Linked DNA regions of Mus musculus: regions 1, 2 and 4 are each linked to region 3. A link is a contact called in public Hi-C data. All regions are on one chromosome and are shown on one strand. The core of a region is the stretch at or near the end of the contact, and the rest is flanking DNA. Distances in the headings are between cores, read along the strand shown. Region 1 overlaps Stard13 (StAR-related lipid transfer (START) domain containing 13). Region 2 overlaps Stard13 (StAR-related lipid transfer (START) domain containing 13). Region 3 overlaps 1700028E10Rik (RIKEN cDNA 1700028E10 gene). Region 4 has its middle 35 kb from the start of Kl.

What was found. A called contact is a pair of places that touch in the nucleus more often than the background predicts.
Region 1: a Hi-C map of liver shows a contact between it and region 3, with 5 times the contacts expected there. The contact joins two enhancer-like sites. A contact is called at or near these places in 1 of 15 datasets of contacts at CTCF or cohesin (the NIH/3T3 cell line), 1 of 484 Hi-C or Micro-C datasets (liver) and 1 of 9 other capture datasets (embryonic stem cells).
Region 2: a Hi-C map of liver shows a contact between it and region 3, with 2.4 times the contacts expected there. The contact joins two enhancer-like sites. A contact is called at or near these places in 1 of 15 datasets of contacts at CTCF or cohesin (the NIH/3T3 cell line) and 2 of 484 Hi-C or Micro-C datasets (liver and nephron progenitors).
Region 4: a contact with region 3 is called in a Hi-C map of liver, with 3 times the contacts expected there. The contact joins two enhancer-like sites. A contact is called at or near these places in 1 of 39 promoter capture datasets (the HPC-7 cell line) and 2 of 484 Hi-C or Micro-C datasets (both in liver).

What each region holds. Positions count from the first base shown.
Region 1 is chr5:151,142,410-151,145,109 of GRCm38.p6, reverse strand. The region is part of intron 1 of Stard13 (StAR-related lipid transfer (START) domain containing 13); the gene reads left to right. Among named protein-coding and RNA genes, the nearest start is that of Stard13, 46 kb to the left of the region's middle. Within about 2 kb of position 1,364, at least 150 of the 459 cell types and tissues checked have an H3K27ac peak or open chromatin away from gene starts, as enhancers often do. A contact at or near this core is called in liver, where this site is marked.
Region 2 is chr5:151,079,003-151,081,792 of GRCm38.p6, reverse strand. All of the region lies in intron 3 of Stard13 (StAR-related lipid transfer (START) domain containing 13), which reads left to right. Among named protein-coding and RNA genes, the nearest start is that of Stard13, 110 kb to the left of the region's middle. Within about 2 kb of position 1,387, at least 7 of the 459 cell types and tissues checked have an H3K27ac peak or open chromatin away from gene starts, as enhancers often do. A contact at or near this core is called in liver, where this site is marked.
Region 3 is chr5:151,408,754-151,411,461 of GRCm38.p6, reverse strand. The region is part of intron 3 of 1700028E10Rik (RIKEN cDNA 1700028E10 gene); the gene reads right to left. All of the region lies in intron 1 of Gm3704 (predicted gene 3704), which reads right to left. It also overlaps a transcript of Stard13 not described here. Among named protein-coding and RNA genes, the nearest start is that of Gm3704, 3.6 kb to the right of the region's middle. Within about 2 kb of position 1,296, at least 12 of the 459 cell types and tissues checked have an H3K27ac peak or open chromatin away from gene starts, as enhancers often do. A contact at or near this core is called in liver, where this site is marked.
Region 4 is chr5:150,916,296-150,919,132 of GRCm38.p6, reverse strand. No RefSeq gene overlaps it. Among named protein-coding and RNA genes, the nearest start is that of Kl, 35 kb to the left of the region's middle. Within about 2 kb of position 1,317, at least 13 of the 459 cell types and tissues checked have an H3K27ac peak or open chromatin away from gene starts, as enhancers often do. A contact at or near this core is called in liver, where this site is marked.

The sequences.
Region 1 (2,700 bases), core at 115-2,614, 270 kb after region 3:
AATAAATCTTTTCTAAAAATTCAGAAATCTCAAGAAACAAACAAAAAACAAAAACAAAACAGAAAAACTCCACAGAGCTAGGAGTCAGAAAAAGCCATGAGTCCCAGGTGGTCATGCAGTCAGGGCTGTTCTAAGGAATGAATCACTTTCCTTTCTGTGGTCCAACACAGAGTACAGTGCCTGACAGAATGGATGGATGGGATGAGGGGAGAATGGTGGAAGTTGCTTATGGTGAGTTATTTAAAGCCAGCAGGCACTCTCCCCATGTCTGTCCTCCTTCCTCCGGTCTTTACAACAGCCAGCCTTCCAATATCCAAACATTGGCACTGGCAGTGAAGCCAGCCAGGGGGTGTCCTATGAGACTGTAGAACTCCTTAGGCTGTGATGTCCTCTCAGCCACTGGTACTGTGGCACCACTGGGCCTTGTCTCCCCTGTTCTTGAGTAGTGTGCTACCAATGGCTTCCCATTATTGTTCCTGTCTTTGATGGTTCTGGGGATAGGATGACCACTCAAGGGGTTTCTTGGGAAGAAAGTCTTTCCTTTAACCCTGCAGCTCATCCTCGGTATGGCTTAACCTCCTCGTATCTTTCTAAGTCAGTGTTGCAGTCTCCCCAGTAGGAAATACATGGGGTTTGGGGTTTGGTTCTTTGTTTTTGTTTGTTTTCGTGTTTTTTCCTCTTCCTTAAGTGCCCGCAGCACTGAGAGTTTGCCTGTCTTTTCCTTTTGTGGTTCTGGAACTCTTTGCCAGATTCTAGCATCACACAGCTGTAATATAAGCAGAGACAAAGCGCCACGGTATGCAGCTGGCACATCAACAACTGTACATAAGGGTACGGTCTGGGAGCAGATGAGCAGAGGCTGACCTTGGGTATCCTAATGGACAAATAAACCATTCTTGACAGGAGAGAATACAGATGAATCAACATGAGAGTAACAGGAAATAGGCTGAGATTTCAGCAAGAGGGAATACTGTGCATCAAGGAGCAACCCTTGACCAGAAGGATGTTGTAAAGTAGGGGTGGGAGAACGTGACTATAGCTTTAAAAAGATTATGAAATCTCTACTCCCAAAAGCACGGACTATCTGAGTGTCTTGGTTTAAAAATGAAGATTTTTCTGAAATAAGAGAAGGTGAAAAGAGTGATTCTGGAGGCAGAGCTTAGGCTGGTGGGGATTGCCATAGAGTCTTTCAAGCAGCTTCCCTAGATGGGCCACATCCAGGTCTCCTTTCAGTCAAGGTGAGAAGAACGTGCCCAGGCTATTCTCTGCCTACATTGAGAGGTTTGAGAAAGAGGGGTCACTCTTTGACAGCAAGATTAACTGGAAACACAGGGTGATGTCACAACAGCAGTGACTCTTCTCACCTGGGATTGATCTGGGGACACTGATGCTCACAGTCCTGTCTGAAGAGTGAAGTCTCCAGGTCTTCGGCCATCTGCTCGCAATAATGGCAGATTCACTTTCAGATCCCATGACCTCTCAGGGTGCTCTTGCAGGGGTTCTCAAGGCCTGGGGTGAGTGCTGCTTCCCTTAGAGTGCAGGCAGGGTCACCTCAACATCTGAGGCACTCACTGGGGTTCTCTCTGCCCTGATTCTGGCAGCAGACACTCTCCAAAAGAGCCTGCCACATTGTAAACCCATTAAGGCTTGACTCCCTGGGGACAACAAAGAGAACTAACTGCCTTTTGAATGTGGGCTGTGTGGAGGGGACAGCAGTGCCTTCTGGCACCGGGGCTTGTCCTCAGGGCCAGGGTAATCTGTAGGGAAAGTTACAGGCTTCTGAGGGGATATTTTCACAGGTTCTCCAAACAAAAGGCTCTTTCTTTCCACTCTGTCCGACTCTCCTGCTAATTAACTGAGCCTAGTGGAAAGCAGGCCACTTCTGCAAAGAGACTCCTGTGCACGGGGTGCTTAGGATGTTTTTGTCTTGTTTGTCCGAGGAGGCACTGAGAAGGCCCTATTTGGGGAGCTGGTAGCAAGGCTGCCTGCAGACTGTCACAGGACACCTCATTTCTTCTAGTAATTTCCCCCATATGCACAGCCCAGCAAGCTGTGCTCGCCTGGCAGACATGGTAAGCACCTCGTCTAGGTCACTCAGTCCCCTCCTGCAATTGATTGTCCTTCACCTCAGGGACCATTCAGTCCATGTCTTCTTGGCACTCCTGGGCTGTAGCTCACTGACCTCTGTTTACTGCCCTGTTGTCGCTATTTAAGAAGTCCCTTTCCAGACCATCTGTCTTAGATTGCTATTCTGTTTACTTTCCCGCAGGCCCAGGGCCCTGTCTCTTGTATGTCTTTTGAATTCAAAATGCACTGGAGGACCGGGAAGCTCATTAGGCAAGCAATTTCTATTCCAGCGTCTGCTTAGGCAAAGTTTGCCAGAGCCTGCCAGCCTTCTGGAATTGTGGCTGAACCTTTCGAAACTTAGCTTTTAACACTGCCTTTTTTTTTTCTTCCCTTGTTTTGTAATGTTTATAACTAAGTACTATGCAGTTTGGAAAGAGTACTGAATCTTGTTTGTTTTATTCCTGTGTATGACCTTGACCATGAGGAGACATGTAAATTTGATCTGACTCTTATCAGTATTGACTCAAGATTTCTCATTTGTTTCTGTTTAGGCCGGTTTGGTTATGAGACTCGGGGTTGGGGGGGAAGCTCTTCACAGGCCTCTAGTGGACATGCAGCAGAACTGTTGAAATC
Region 2 (2,790 bases), core at 138-2,637, 330 kb after region 3:
TCACCGTTGTTTACCTCACCATATGAGAAATAATTCACAAATCAACAATGCTCTATCACACCATGAAGAGATGCATAGTGTCAGACAGTTACCCTAAAGAGTATTTTCTTCTCTCATGGTTTACAGGATTCAGGATGGTCTGTTTATAAGAAGATTGAAATTATACCCAACATTTCTTTAAAAAAAAAAAGTTTGGCTCTTTAACCCTCACCTTTCTTACTCTCTAGCCCTCCTTTTCTCTCTCCCTTTCCTACTCTCTCCACATGGCCGTGGCTGGCCTCTCTCTTTCTACCTTCTCTCCTTTCTCCCTGCCTTTCTACAATAAAGCTCTAAAACCATTTTTTTTAAAGTTTGTTTTTGATATCTTGTTAGTTTATTGTGTACTTAATTTTCAAAGATTTATTTATTTGTTATATGTAAGTACACTATAGCTGTTTTCAGACACACCAGAAGAGGGTGTTAGATCTCACTCATTACAGATGGTTGGGAGCTACCGTGTGCTTGCTGGGATTTGAGCTCAGGACCTCCAGAAGAGCTGTCAGTGCTCTTAACTGCTGAGCCATCTCTCCAGCCCCTATACCCAAAATGTCAAAATGCCTCCAATGATGATAATTTTGCACACTGGATTAAGAGCTAATTAGCATACAGTGGATAGACAAAATCTATCCAGACCACTGAGCTGGAGACAGTGCCCGTGTAAACTCAGGTAGGCATGACCACCCTTCTGTAATCTAATACACGGGACACACAGATAGGAGAGCCCCAGGACAAGCTGGTAATCTGGACCCTTTCGGGGGCTCTCCTAAGACCATTGGAAAACACAGATATTTACATTACAATTCGTAATGCTATGGTTGGGGGTCACCACAACATGAGAAACTGTATTAAAGGGTCACAGCATTAGGAAGGGTGAAAACCGCCCATCTAGACAGAGTTGATGAACTCTGGGTTCAAAGGAGAGGTCTTACCTTAATACGTAAGATGAGGAGGTGAAGACACTCAATGTTAACCTTTGGCCTACATATACACAGCCATGCACTACAAACACATGTGCACATACACCCATGAGAACATGCACACAATACATGTGCAACGAAAACAATCTCTGAAAAATAAATGCACATCACTTTATATCTTTAATTCCAAAGCCCAATAAATAATAATCATTATAATACAAATGGTATCTTTTCAAATTGACTGCTTTTAGAGCCCTTTGAGGTTCATAACAAACTTTAACTGATGCACAGTGCCCACATTTGCCCCTTGCCCTCACATACATTTCTACCACGATCAATATCTGCCAAAGGGCAGTCCACCCATTACAGCATGAAGTACACAGGGTGAATTACAGCACTGCTTTCTATTTAAATTCTGTGCTTTTGACGGGTGTATAGTGACAGACATGCACCACTGTGGCATTCGCATCCATTTCACTGCCCTAAAAACCCTCTGCTCTGCCTAGGCGTCCCTCCATTTCCCTAGTCTCTGGCAACTTCTGGTCTTTGGACTGCCTCCATAACTTTAACTCTTGCACAATGCTTTCTAATTAGAATCACAATTTACAGCCTTTTCATATTGGCCTTTAATAGTCACTTAAGTGTCTACTGTGCCTTCTGTGTCTTTATAACTCACTTCTAATTACCACTCTGTTGTCTGGTTATACCATAGTTCATCTTTCCAGCCACCGGACATCTTGATTGCTCTTGAATTTCACTAGTGATGACTAAAGTGGCTGTAAACACTGAGTGTGTACACATTTACACGTGGAAATAAATCTTAAACCCATTTGGGTGAATACCAACGGGTGTGTTTCGCAGTAATGACCTGTTCAGCTGTCTCACCTGAGCCATGTCCCATTGTCAGCAGCAGTGGGTGAGCGCTCCTGACCCTCGCTCTCTCAGTAGCACTGTTTAAAGAAGCAGTGGAACTCATGATTGCTTTAATTTGCAATTAACATGTTATACTGAACACTTTACGTTGTGTCTTATTTCATTTTATCTGTGTGTCTGTGTCTTTGAGTATATCTGTGTGTCACTGTGTGTGTTTATGTCTATGTGTGTGTGTCTGTGTGTTTCTATGTGTATGTCCCCCTCTGTGTCTGTATCTGAGTGTGGGTCTGTGTGTGTGTTTATGTGTATGTCCCTCTCTGTGTCTGTATCCTTGTGTGTTTGTGTGTGAATGTGTATCTGTGTGTATATCTCTGTGTGTCTGTGTATATCTGTAGGTCTGTGTGTGTATCTCTGTGTGATGTATATCTGTTTTTATGTCCCTGTGTGTGTGTGTGTGAGTGTGTATGTCTGTGTATATGACTGTGTCTGTGTCCCTGTATTTGTGTGTATGTATGTGTCTATGTGTGTGCCTTTGAGTGTGTGTGTGTGTCTGTCTGTCTGTGTCTATATTACTCTGTGTGTGTGTGTGTGTGTGTGTGTGTGTGTGTGTGTGTGTGTAGGTAGATCTATGTATATGTGTGTGTCTCTGTGTATCTGTGTATATGTTTGTGTCCCTATGTGTGTGTCCCTGTGTTGGTGTCTGGGGGTATAATATGTATATATCTGCATGTGTGGGTATGAGTGTACATGTCTGTGTATATGTCTGTGTCCCTCTGTGTGTGTGTGTATCTGTAAGACTCTGCCAAGCCTTAGTTACTGGGGACCCCCGTGTGAACAACACGGAGCCAGGGATTGATGCAGAAGCAAGAGGAATTTATTGTTCCAGTGCACTGGGGTCGTACTACACCAGAAGGAGAGGTGGCAACCCTGGGTAGCCCATTCAGCGAGTTTTTATACAGTT
Region 3 (2,708 bases), core at 47-2,546:
CAACCAGATGTTTTTCCTACCCAGCAGTGCTGCTGACTGGCTGTGTCCCAGGGCAGGTTATGTGGGGTCTCTGATCTTTGGTGTATGAACAGTGCTCCTCATATTCATTCACTATTCTGTAGGGTTGTTGAGAAGTTCCCTCAGGGTGCCTGGAACACTGGAAGTTCAGTTTTTTGTAGTCACCTTCTCAGCAGCTGATTACTCTATTAGCACACTGTCTCCGTGGTCTCTTCTTGTGCCACAGATATTGAACATTTCCCTCGAGATCTCTCTCCTCTTCCTTCTTCTTCCCTCAACTCTGCCCTCCACTCATAGATTTTTAAATTCAGATTTTTAAAAAAAAAGCTTTTACTTTATTCACAATCCTTAGTTTCTACCCTATAGACTGCTATCCATCTCTCCTGGTATAACCATCAAAAAAAAAAAAAAAAAAAGATAGCTTTAGTTTAGTGTCTCAGCACTCACTATAAATTTGATACTGCCTAAAATCACCTGAAAAACAGTTTCAGTTAAAGAATTGTCTTTATCAGGGTGGTCTGTGGGCATGCCAGTGAAGAGATTGTCTTGATTGTCTTGTGTAGAAGGGCACAGTCACTGGGCAGCACCATGCTCTGATCAGTGCATCTTACACTATATAAGAAAGCTAACAAAGCAGGAGCCAGAGAGAGAGAGAGACAGAGAGAGAGAGAGAGAGCGAGCAAACTGCATTCCTTCATGTTTTCTGATTAAGCCAAATTAACTCTTTCCTCCTCTAAGTTGCTGTTTTGCTTTTAGTCAGAGTGTATTTATCACAGCAAAGGAAGAGAAACGAGGCATTGCCAAATGAACCCATAATCCCAGTACTAAGGAGGCTCGAGTAAGAAGTTCGTACTGGTCAGCTAGTTTAGCTGACTCCATGAGCTCTGGGTTCAGTGAGAGACCTGAGGGGAAGCCATTAAGAAAGGCTTGGTCCTTGTGCCTTCACACACAGAGCATGTCACGCAAACCTGCACACACACAGGTACACTCATGTAAATGTGTGTTCCCTATCCACAAAGACTGCCTCAACAACTCTCACCAACTTATTAACATGATCATCCTTCTAGCTACCTTCTTGTGCATATTTTGTGCTAATTTGAAATTTAATGAAAAAATAAAAAAAAAAGAGAGAAGAAAGGCATAAAGTGGTAAGAGATAAAGCATTAGTTTCAAAGGGCCTGGGGGCGGGGTCAGAATGGGAGTTACAACTGACAGGTGAGAGCCAAATCTACCCTTATGTTGCAATAGTTGAACCTTGAGATTAATTCTTAGAGTCAATATTTATTTTCCTCTTTTATATTGGCATGACCAAAAAACATTAACAGTCTATTTCTGTTCCAGTGAGCTGTTTGGGATGTAGCAACGTTTTACTACCAAAATTACAAGATTGGACAAGTCGGTTTTCTAGAGTCCTGCTTTCTTCTGTCTACAAGTGAGAATGAGAATGGTCTTTCATGTCTTCTCCTGGAAAATTCAATGAAAGAAAGCGTGTATCTAAAATAGTTCTAAAAACACAGTAGGAATGCCATAGAAGAATTGTTTTACTTAATAAGCAGCAGTGTGGAAGGAGTGTGTACGTGTGTGTGTGTGTGTGGGGGGGGGGGGGTTCTTTCCCTACCTACCACAAACAAAACGAACCAAAAAATTTTGTAGTGTGTGTGTGTGTGTGTGTGTGTGTGTCAGGGGTATTTGTGAATTATATAAAACATGTTTTGGGTTTTTTTTTGTTTTTTTCCCTTATTGAAGCAAGTTTGAGGTCTGTCCCAGCCAAAAGACCCTGACTTCTAGCAGGCTGTTGAACACAACTGCATGGCTGGAGGGGACCAGCATAGGGATGGCCTGCCACCCCCTTTATTTCCTTTAGTGATTTGTAATTCATTAATACCTTCATTTGCATGGGCTACTTAGAGGCTATTTATATTCTAATTATAGGCTATTTGAATATTACATTTGAATTCTAATTACAGGGCTTAGGGAAAGCTCATTTATTTCTAAGGGGTAGATTGCAGTTGAAGGAAAAAGAAATGTGTGGGCTATTCAGGAGCTCTGGCACTAGAAGGACCCAGAGTGCAGCAGACCCTCTGGGTCCCTTTGTCTGCATGGAACGAGTCTCTGGGGCAGGTGGGCAAGGTGTTGGTGGGTGATCTGAATGTATTCTCACAAAGTAAACACCAGTGTTATATAGTACAGAAAATACAAGGGGTCCGGGAGTCACAGCAGGCAAAGTACATTGAAGTTGCCTGACACAAAACAAAGGAATGATTTCAAAAGGATTTACAGGAACCAGGTAAATGTTTACAGTAAAGAAGATAAAGCAGTCCTGCCTAGGGTCAGCTTAGTGACAGGTAAGGATTTCACACTCTAGTGCTCTACCTTTGATCCTTGTGAAGGCTAGCACGGGGGGGGGGGGGGGGGGGGGTGTGTTCTGCTCTTGGCAGGCCTCATGAATAATGCAATATCACAACCCCCCTATTTCCTAGGCCTTGCTAAATTCTTATATGAGTGTAACTTTTAAGTATCTAGAGAATCTCCATTTGTTAGGAGAATTCATCAATCTTGCTTCTAATATACAATGTAGCCTGTACTGAAGATTTCTATCTCAGTGGGATTCCCTGGCTCTTTCATGGTATTCTCTTGTTTGGGTGCGATTTGCCACAGTCCCTAGCAAATACTTTGCAGACCAGCTCCCA
Region 4 (2,837 bases), core at 68-2,567, 490 kb after region 3:
GGTTGTGAGCCACCATGTGGTTGCTGGGATTTGAACTCAGGACCTTTGAAAGAGCAGTCAGTGCTCTTAACCACTGAGCCATCTCTCCAACCCTAAATCGCACCTCTTACCTGAGTCTGCGCTCCCTTAGCTAGATTTTAATGGCAGAAGGAGCAGTTGTGGGTTCTCTGGAAAGCTCACACATACAGCGGGCACCAGCCCACAAGCTCCCCTGGGGCCCTGACAGCTTTCTTCTGCTTCTCTGAGGCTATAAGAAACCTCGCAGGCAGGCAGACAGCGCTCCACCGCGTGCTAATGAGGATGGATCCAATGTGAAATCTCAGAACGAATTGGGCAAGACAAGGCCTCTGGCCATATTGATTGCTGGTCGCCTCTCCGTGCTCACTCGCTTTTAGCGGGGCTGTAATGGCTCCACTTAGATTGCTGCCGCTATTTTCTCCCCACACACCGATGTTTACTTAAGCCTAACCTTTCTAATAGATGCGCACCTCCCAAGCTCCTTCTACCTTTGTTCTGTCCACCATCTCTTCCCACGGCCGTGGCAGTGCGTTCCCTGCCAGCAGCCTTAATGTTACATAATTCTTTCATTGACTTCAATTTTCCCCAACCCCAGCTTATTAGCTATGACATGTGCCGTACAGGCTGAAGACCTGTATTATCTTTAAAAATGCATATTATGCGGTCTCATAATAAAAATCTATCTGCCATCCATTCTAAAGACCTTCCTTCTACACAAATAGCTTGAATATAAGATGAATAAATCAAACAAATTCCAGTTCAATAGCTGTGTTTTAACTAATTACCATTCTAGTGAAGGTGCTGATCTCCCATCTAGCATTCACTTTATTAATATGAACAGATGAGCACAGATGTTTGTATACACCTTTTTATTTCTATGAGCAAACCCTTGTGCCATGAAAACAGAACAAATGAGGCCCTTGGCTTCATCCCACCTGATACCTGAATTAGCAAGCCTGGGCGTTCCTGAGTTTTGTAGCCACAACAGAGTGCGCCCATCTGCCATGGGATGAGATGAGAACGAGAGCGAGAGCGAGAGAGCGAGAGAGCGAGAGAGCGAGAGAGCGAGAGAGCGAGAGAGCGAGAGAGCGAGAGAACGAGAGAGCGAGAGAGAGAGAGAGAGACAGAGACAGAGCAAGAGAGAGAAAGCAAGAGAGAGCGAGAGAGCGAGAGCGAGAGCGAGAGAGAGAGAGAGAGAGAGAGAGAGAGAGAGAGAGAGAGGTGATTCGTGTGAACTTTCCCTCCAGGTCATCTGAATTAATCCACCTTTGACCGGCAGTGGAGTTCAGAGCGTGCCTTACTAAGGTAAATTTACCAGCCAGTACCCAGTTTCATACACCTCAATTTCAGGCGATTTGGAACCAGGAAGGCATTGGGGCTTCTCTTGCAGAGGGAGAGGGACCACGTCTGTGCACATGTCATGCTGGGCTTGCTCAGCGTTCTGGCTTCAGCCCCCTCGAGCTGGGAGCACATGGCACAGTGTCTGGATATAAGCAGCAAACTCATCTTAATCCTCCTGGCCCAGCACAACGATCAGCTCCCTTCAGCAGTCGTCTCTCTGCCCTCCGCACCAAATTTGTTGGTTATTTGTTGGAAAGCGCTTCTGTTGTTCCTCCTTTCGCTGCGGTGTGCCCATGGCTGTTTGGCATCCACCCAGCTCTGCTGTGTTCTATCAGCAATGCTCTTTTCTGGGTCCCTTCGTGTTCATTTATTAACTTCTATCTCTCCTGCCCAAGTACGTGGACAGTGAGTTGTCACTCGCAAAAGGCGACGGCTCCTAAATGCATAACCGCGGCTCACTGGTCCGTGAACTTGTATTCTTTAAAAGTATTTCCAACCTCGTCTTTTACCTGTGAACTCTCTGACCTCCTCTTCAGAGGTGCATCAGGGTTCCCAGATGCCACCTTTGGACTTTGTGATGAGTTGTCTCTGTATCTTGCTTGCATTGGGGAGTAGTTATTGTGTTATAAAAAGATAAAGAGAGAAGGCTATGTTCTATGGGGTTTGGTGAGGTGTGGGGGAAGGGGATGCCTCAGTGGGCCCATGCCAAGACATCCCTTCCCTGTGAGGGACCAACGACACCACTGAATAGAGTATATTCAGGGCATGGAGAGGGGAGTTAAGAGGGTAGTAGAGGCAGAAAAAGAGAGAGAGAGAGAGAGAAGTGGAGGCCAGCCATGAGCATGAGTGGAGAGAGATGGAGAAGGGAATGGGAAGAGAGGGGGAAAGGGGCAAGGAGACAAAGCAGGAGCAAGAAAGGAAGAGCAAGAGAGTGAGGAGGGGGCAAGCAGCCCCTTTTATAGTGGGTCAGGCCTACCTGGCTGTTGCCAGGTAACTGTGGGGCAGAACTTAGACAGAATGCTAACAGTAGTGAGGGAAAAAGAGGCTGAGTGACCGGACCAGCCATTTGTTTAAGCTCACTGATCGATTGCTGGTCTGATTCTCTCTGTGCCCTGTTTGACTATGAGGGCTTCAAAGATGCCACCTTGTACCAATCTTTTGCCTCTTTAATCCCTGCTCTGTTCATTGGGTCTCTGAGCAGCTTTTAGTTGCACTGGGTGGCAGTAAACTGTGGGAGACACTCAGGTTTCGTTTTGTAGCCTGCTTGGTTGAGGGCAATGTCTGCATCCTCCTTTTGGAGGACAGTAGTTCCCAGGATTCTCCTGGAGCATCCCTCACCCTACATTTTGAAGACTCCAAGGTGATTTTGATTAGGTAAATTAGGCTTGTAGATATTTACTCTATTTGACATTTGAACCCAAGATCTTTTCAAGTAGTTATTTGTTGGGCTGACTCTGTGATCATGTAAAGGGGTAGCC